Regions from separate parts of the Mus musculus genome. Here region 1 is linked to region 2. The links are chromatin contacts, called in public promoter capture Hi-C maps. All regions are on one chromosome and are shown on one strand. Each heading gives the region's core, a stretch centred on a gene start, on an enhancer-like site or on the middle of the called end of the contact. The rest is flanking DNA. Distances are from core to core; before and after follow the strand shown.

Region 1 (3,709 bases), core at 1,143-3,642, 2.3 Mb before region 2:
CTTTGCTCTGCTTAAAACTCAGAGGGCAGCGGGGTCTGGTGATGCAGTTGTGGCCCCAGCACTTAGGAGTGAAGAAGGACTGAGTCCCAGGCCACCTGCAATACATACTGAGCACCAGGGCTACCTTTGAGATAGCTCAGTGGTTAAGAGCACTGACTGCTCTTCCAAAGGTCCTGAGTTCAAATCCCAGCAACCACATGGTGGCTCACAGCCATCCATAATGAGATCAGATGCCCTCTTCTGGGGTGCCTGAAGACAGCTACAGTGTACTTACTTACATATAATAAATAAATAAACAAATAAAGAGAGAGATTGATATACATATAATAAATAAATAAACAAATAAATAAATAAAGAGAGAGATTGATTCTGTCTCTAAAACGAACAAGGCATGCCAGTAAGGTTATCCTCGGGGAGGCCAGAGGTCAAACTGGGCTGCATGAGACCCTGACTCTCGTGTGTGTGTGTGTGTGTGTGTGTGTGTGTGTGTGTGTATACACATACATGTACATACATCTCACACACACACACACACACACACACACACACACACACACACACAGGTAATGATGGTGGTGGCTCACGCTTTTAATCCCAGAATTCCGAGTTTGAGGCCAACCTGGTCAACAGAGTGAGTTCCAGGATGGTCAGGGCTACACAGAGAAACCTTGTCTTGAAAAGCTAAATATATATATATATATATATATATGAAGAGATGGCTCGGTGGTTAAGAGCACTTCCTGCTCTCCAGAGGACCTATGTTTGGTTCCCAGCACCCACCCTGGGGGACTCACAACCTCTTAGAAGTCCAGCTTCAGGAGAATCCAAAGTCTTTCTCTGGCCTCTGAGGGCACTGGGCATACATGTAGTATACACATGCAGGCAAAACATTCATTCACATAGCTAACCCTAAAAAAATTAAAAAGAAAAATATTTTAAAAGATCAAACAATTAAAAAAAAAAACCTTAAAGAAGATAGGGATTTGGCCAGGCGTGGTGGTGCACTCCTTTAATCCCAGCACTCGGGAGGCAGAGGCAGGCGGATTTCTAAGTTCGAGGCCAGCCTGGTCTACAGAGTGAGTTCCAGGACAGCCAGGGCTACACAGAGAAACCCTGTCTCAAAAAAAAAAAAAAAAAAAAAAAAAAAAAAAGAAGAAGAAGAAGAAGAAGAAGAAGAAGAAGAAGAAGAAGAAGATAGGGATTTGGTTGTACATTGCGTAGCTGTGTCAGGAACCCCCATGTGTGTAAGACTGCTGAGTGTGCAAGGCACACAGGTGAGAGGCTGCTGAGTTGCAGGCAGGGGCCAGGTTTGGAGCCTTTTCTGTCCAGCCAAGGCAGAGCAGTAGCAAAAGGCCCAGAATCTCACTTCTTTTGTCTCTTCTTCTCCAGGAAGGCCACTCTGGCTGATATTGTGGAGCAACTTCAGGAGAAAGAGGCAGGCCCAGGGATCCCTGCTGGGGTGGTAAGTTGAACAACTGGGATGGGTGGGTGTAGAAGCCCTCTTAGTGGCCAGGATTTCAGAGGCAACCATTACCCAGGCCCATCCTTCTTCCTGGACCTTGCAGTCAACAGAGACCCCATACTCTCCCTTAGAAGATGAAGCCTCAGACCCGGAGGCTTATCTCTCTCTCTCCACGCACGCACACATAGTGGACTCTAACCCCCCCCCCCCATCTATTTTAGAGTCCACATTTCTCCGGGCTTGTGGGGTGCCCATTTTCTTATTAGTCACACACGAAGATTCTTCATACAGAAATTCTATGCACCTTCTACCTCCTCAGACCCTGCTCCTAACCTCCCAATATTCAGAATTCCAAAGCCTAAATTCGAATGACCCATTATCAAAACCTATAGGGTCCTCTCAGCCCTGAGGGTCTTCTCCAAGATAGGTGGCCCTAAAGACGCATAGGACCCCAGGCCCTCGGGCTCCCTGAGACAGGATGCTCCCCCTAGTCATCATGCACAGTACCCCTCTCCCCCCTCCCTTCATTCACACAGCCGTCGCTGCCTCAGCCTCGCGAGCTTCCCCCTGGTCGCCTGCCCAACGGGCTTGAGCCGCCCGAGCGGACACCTCGGCCCGATCGGCCGCGGGCACGGGACCGGCCCAAGCCGCGCCGGCGGCCACGGCCTCGAGAGGGTGGTGAGGGCGGGGGAAGCCGGCGCTCGCGCTCCGCCCCTGCCCAGGGAGGCTCCGCCCCCGCGCCGCCACCTCCGCCCACTCACACAGTGCAGCACGAGGGCTTCCTGCTGCGCAAGCGCGAGCTCGACGCTAACCGCAAGTCGTCCAACCGGTGAGCGCGTGGGCGGGGCTTTGGATGGCTTGGGCGCCTGCTCTGGGTATTTAATGAATGAGTAGCTGGGCTGGAGGAGGGGCGGGACTCAAGTTCAAAGCTTCCAATCCGTGAAGTGGAGAGGCGTGGCCAAAGCTTTGAGTGTCCAATACTGAGGTGTCTGGAACTGAGATAGGAGCATGACAAAAGTGTCCCTAACGTTAATAAATTGGGATTCAATCTCAGCAACCACCTCACGTGATAAAGCAGCAACCTGGAGGTAGAGTCTACTCTAGATAATTCCAATGGGGTGTGAATTGGAGCCTCAAGATGGCATTCAATCCGTGATCTGGAGGGATTCCCCCCACCTGGCAACCCTCAGCCACTACATTTTCAGTGGGGGAGGAGGAGTCTGAAAAGGAACAGAGCCCAAACTGAGGACCTAGTACATTGTTGCAGGTTATCTCAGTTGTTCAAACGAGAAGCTTTTTCTTAAATTATCTAAATTATATTTATTTGTGTTGGGGTGAAAGCTGTGTGTGAAGGTCACAGGACAACTGGTGTGAATTAGTTCTCTCCTACGCTATGTATGTAGGTCGACTAGGGATCAAACGCAGGTTGTCAGGCTTGGCTGCAAATGCTGAGCCTTCTACAGGCCTAACCACCACGTGTTTGCATGTGTGTGTTTACTTTTGGAGTCCATCTTGTCCAGTACATTTTTATCCAACTGAGATTTGGAATGTGGGGGCAGGTATAGCCAGGACATGAACAGGGCAGGTTCGGACTTGGCAGGTGGGGATCATAGTGGTTTTTTTTCCTTGCCACCAGACCAAGATGGCAATGAACAGGGATATCTATTGTATGTTATTTTCCTATCTGAGACTTCTTCCAAGATTGGGGCTTTGGCTGGGAAACCAGATCTTCTTATTCCAAACTGTAGAGTAGTAAAGCTTCCTTGAAGGAACTTGGTGAATGGTGGGAAAATGAGAACTAGTGAATGAATGGGGGGTGGGGGTGGGGGTGGGCGGTGCTTGAAGGTTGTGTGGGGTGGAAATGAGACCAATAACTGAGGCAAGGGCTTATAACGGAATCAGGACTGGAAATCTAGTCCATGGTTTTATGCTTTATTACTGCTGAGACAGACCTCCAACTCCTCACTAGTGGATTCTGGACAAGGGCTCTACCTCCTGCTAAGCTCTATTCCTAGTCTCAAAGCTTGCATCTTGCTTTTGGAAAGTCAATGTGGGATGAGATAAGGAGGAAGCATAAGGAAGGTCTAGCCTGGGCAAACTCCTGGTTCTGGGAGCCTTGACCACACTTGCCAGAATAGGAACTGCTTAATAGAAAAACAGCCTGGCATGTGGCTAAGTAGCTAGGACAAAGGGCCAGCGGAAGGAAGGTGCAAAGTAGCATGACCCAGCATACGCTTTGTGATGGTA
Region 2 (4,020 bases), core at 1,398-3,897:
GCTTTTTTGTCCTCTGCCCCTTTCTTTCTCCCTTTGAAGGGTGGGCTAGGCCATTTTTTGCCGAGTTCCAGCTCTCAAAAGCCCCTCCTGAGCTCCCCCATCACCTTTCTGCTCTGGAGTCTACCTCCTCCCCAGACTGTGGGAAGGTGGTCGGTTCAAGCAAAGGGGGATACAGTGAGGGCAACCAAGTTGTCTTTCTTCCCATCCTGTCTGTCAGTTTCCCTGAAAAAAAAAATCATATTCCAGTGCCTATCCGTGGGATCTTCACGTTCTTTGACATTAACCAGAAACCAAAAAGATTAACTCGCCTCGCTCTGCCCACCCTACACCCCCTATGATACTGGCAGATACCTCTCCTGTCCCCTTCCCTCCCCACCTTCCAATGCACACACGCACACACCCCAGTGGTGGGCTCCTCCGGATGGCATCTCCATCAGAACCACATGGTGGTGACATCACTATGACCTGTGGTTCCCCATGCAAGTGGCTACCACTCCCACGAGACCTCCACGAGTATTGGCTGGACCCTGTATTTGCCTAGCTCTGGACAAATCTCAACAGTGGACAGAGGAGATGCTACTGGGAGCCACCATGCCCTCCTACCATGGAGGCCAACAAAGTTTTGAACCAAAAAAAAAAAACCAAACCAAACAAACAAACACACACAAAACCCAACAAAAAACAAAAACAGAAAACCAAACAAACAATAAATTAAAACTAGAAAAAAGAATTTATAGATATATATATAGATATATATATATATGGGAAAGAAGATGTGGACTCTTCAAGACAAGAATGAGCCGCAAGATGGAGCCAAGCCCTGCAGGGTGATCCAGGCCTTTGGTTGCCGGGGCGGATGGAACGATGGACGCTTCTTTCTCTTCACAAATACCTCATGGACGTCGTCTTCGGAAAGCCGGAGGGGGGTGCGGCTGGGGCAGGGCCTGTCCCTCAGCCAGGGTGGATGGAAGCGGGTGGGTGGGGCTGAGAAAGGGTGTCAGGGACATGGGTGAAAGAGACCCCAAGCTCCCTCCCTGCCAATCAACCGAAAAAGCTTTAAAAGAAAAAAAAAAGGAGAAGCAAAAAGAATGGACGAAGGAAAACCAACTGTTGGGTGGTTTGATTCCCTGATTTTTTTAAAATTTGTTTTTGTTCTCTCGTTCTCTCGTTCTTTCTCTCTTCTTCTCTTCTTCTTCTTCTTCTTCTTCTTCTTCTTCTTCTTCTTCTTCTTCTTCTTCTTCTTCTTCTTCTTCTTCTTCTTCTTCTTCTCCTTCTCCTTCTCCTCCTCCTCCTCCTCCTCCTCCTCCTCCTCCTCTTCCCCCTCCTCCTCTTCTCCTTCATCTTCTCTCCTCTCCTCCCCACTTCTTTGTTCTTCTGTCATATCTCTTGACCTCCTTTCTGTTTCTCTCTTCAAACCAAAGTGTTGCTGTGAAGGACGCGAGCCATTGAAATCAGAGTGACCCTTGCCCCTGGCTGGGCAGGGGCAGAGAAGGGGAGAGGGGAGAGCCGGGCAATGGCCTGGGCCCCCTTCCATCCTGGACACTCCGAGGAGAGGCAGCCAGAGCCCTCAAGCCTCAGCGTTCTCTTTTCTTCTGGTCTCCCTTCTCTCACCCAGAACAAAACTGTCGGGGCTGGATTACAGAGGCAGCAGAAACTAACTCTAGGCCAATGCAGGGCCTTGGGTGGAGTGGCTGCCCCTCCCACCCAGGCACCAATGGGGCACCTCGTCCACCCATCCTCGCTGGAATGTAGTAAGCATCTTTACTGAACCGATCCCGCCCCCTCCCCCAGCCCCTGCCCTCATCCTACCTCTGAAGTTGTCCATTTTAATTTCCTGGAAAGCGGCTAGCGAGTGGGCCCGGACTCAACCCAAGGGTGCAGAGGGGCCCAGGGGCTCCTGACCTTTATAGGAAGACATTTGAACAGAGCAGAATGAAGGAATGACAACCAGAAGAACAAACAACAACCAACCCTCTGAGAAGACAGGCAGCGTGGAAGGCACGGTGGAGATGACTCGGACAGAAACCATGATTCTAGACCAAAAAAAGAAAAGGGGAAAAAAATAGTTAAGAAAAGAAAATCCGGGACTCACCACCACCCAATTTATCCTGCTTCTTCCTGATCAAGTCCCCACCCTAGTGTGGAGGAGTGGGGCAAAGAGAGGAGGAAACAGGGGCAGGGATGGGGCAGACGCCCTGACATTGGTGGAGGGAACCCCCATGCAGCTGGGGGTGGTGGGGACCCTCCTCATCCAACCCCCACACTGGGAAATGAAAAACAAGGAAAAAATTCCTAGGAGGGGGAAAAAATAACCAAATCCCAAGCTTTAACTACAGCTGTGAAACCAAATATCGGGAGGGGGGTGGGAGGGTGGGCTGGAGGGGCAGGTGAGCCCCACGTCTCCCCTCACCTCGGGCCCCTCTCCCCCGAGGACTCGAGATAAGGCACCAAATACCTCATAGAACTTTAATGTTAAAAAAAAAAAAAAGAAACCAAATATCGTTGGCTGGGGGCCAGCCAGGGCAAGGGGCTGGGGGCTGGGCGGAGCCAGGTTTGGTTAGGTGGGGGGGCGGGGACTGCCAGTCCCTCCCACCCCCACCTGCCCCTTCCACTCCAGTCACCCCAGTCTCCGACTCCAGGAAACAAAACTATCTCATCGTTTTTATTTTGTGGTCTGTACAGAGCCTGTGTCCGTGTGTCTGTGTGTGAGCGAGAGAGTTGGACGGCTAGGGAGTTTCACTGGAGTGGGGAGGGAGACCCCAGGCCAGGCTCTGCACCAGCTTGGACATCAGGCAGTGGACCCGGGGCCTGGGCTGGGGGAGAGGTGAGTGGACTAGGGGGAGAAGAGCTTTGAATTTCTCTTCTCCCAGCCCTGACCCCTGCTTAAGGGAGGAACAGAGAGAGGCTGGTCTGCCCTCGACGGTGGGCCTTTTGTGCCAAAAATAAATAAATAATGCCAGTAACTAAACCACCTCTCTGTTCCCTTCTTGGGGGTCAGGGTAGGGACTAGAAGCGGGAGGAAGGGGTTGGGTGTGTGTATAGGGGAGGGGAGGTACGGGGTCTCCAAGCCCTTCCCCTGGGGCGCTCCAGCCAGGGACTAGTCAAGTCGGGGCCCATGACCTGTTGACCTGGCTGTTTCTGTCATCCAGCCCATTCCCAGGGTGCCTCTCTCCCCCTCACCCAGGGTAAGAACTGAGTGAGACAAATGAGCACGATTGAGACACGCGGGCCCCCACCGGTCTCTGAGTGGGAAAGGCAAGTGCGAGAGATAAAGGCCTCCAAGAGAAAAAAAAGAAACAAACCAAAGATTTAACCATTTAAAAAAATAAAAAATAAAAAAAAAATTAAAAAAAAAATAAAACCACAGACAACTCCGCTACCTTTTTATACGTTGGGGAAAAAAAATGAAAAAAAAAAAGTTAGAATTAAAAACTAAAAAAAAAAAAAAAAAAAAAAAAAAAACCAAAAACAAAAAAACAAAACAAAAACAAAACCAGAAACAAAACAAAACAAACAAACAAACAAAAACCCAAAAAAATTTAAAAACAACAAAAAAAGAAAACAGAAACAAGAAACCCACAAAAACTTCAAACCGCGGTTCTTTTGTGTGGTTTAAACTTTGACCTCAGCAGTCTCCAAAGCAAGACGATGATGACAAAGGCGGAAAAAAAAAATGTATATTTTTAAGTATTTGTCCTTGGTGTTAGCTCCTTCCTAAAAAACAAAAGGAGCAAAGGAAAAAAACAAATCCAGAGAAGTGTTGCTGGAATGGAGACTACTTACTTTGTCTGTGAACCCCCCCATTCCTCTGCCCCCGCCTTCTCTAGCCCTGCTGCCCTTCCCCCAACCTGTCCTCCAAGGCTAGGGGCTTAATATTTATTTATTTATGTAATTGCAGGGTGCCAGTGGCTTCTCCTGAACAGAGGTCCTTTGGATCATAGCCGGGTAGGGGAGGGAGGCAGGCATCTTTGGGGTTATGGTCTTTTGATCAGCTTAGCTACCCTGGCTCCGGGTATTAGC

The links. Promoter capture Hi-C pulls out the DNA fragments that hold promoters and counts their contacts.
Region 1: a promoter capture Hi-C map of cranial neural crest shows a contact between it and region 2. The contact joins two enhancer-like sites.

The regions. Positions count from the first base shown.
Region 1 is chr7:27,360,149-27,363,857 of GRCm38.p6, reverse strand. It overlaps Sptbn4 (spectrin beta, non-erythrocytic 4), which reads left to right. Exons shown (of 36, transcript NM_032610.2): 32 at 1,390-1,462; 33 at 1,999-2,291. Among named protein-coding and RNA genes, the nearest start is that of Shkbp1, 6.0 kb to the right of the region's middle. Within about 2 kb of position 2,392, at least 223 of the 459 cell types and tissues checked have an H3K27ac peak or open chromatin away from gene starts, as enhancers often do.
Region 2 is chr7:25,087,773-25,091,792 of GRCm38.p6, reverse strand. Pou2f2 (POU domain, class 2, transcription factor 2) reads left to right here. Exons shown (of 15, transcript NM_001163554.1): 15 at 1-679. Among named protein-coding and RNA genes, the nearest start is that of Mir6537, 7.4 kb to the left of the region's middle. Within about 2 kb of position 2,647, at least 34 of the 459 cell types and tissues checked have an H3K27ac peak or open chromatin away from gene starts, as enhancers often do.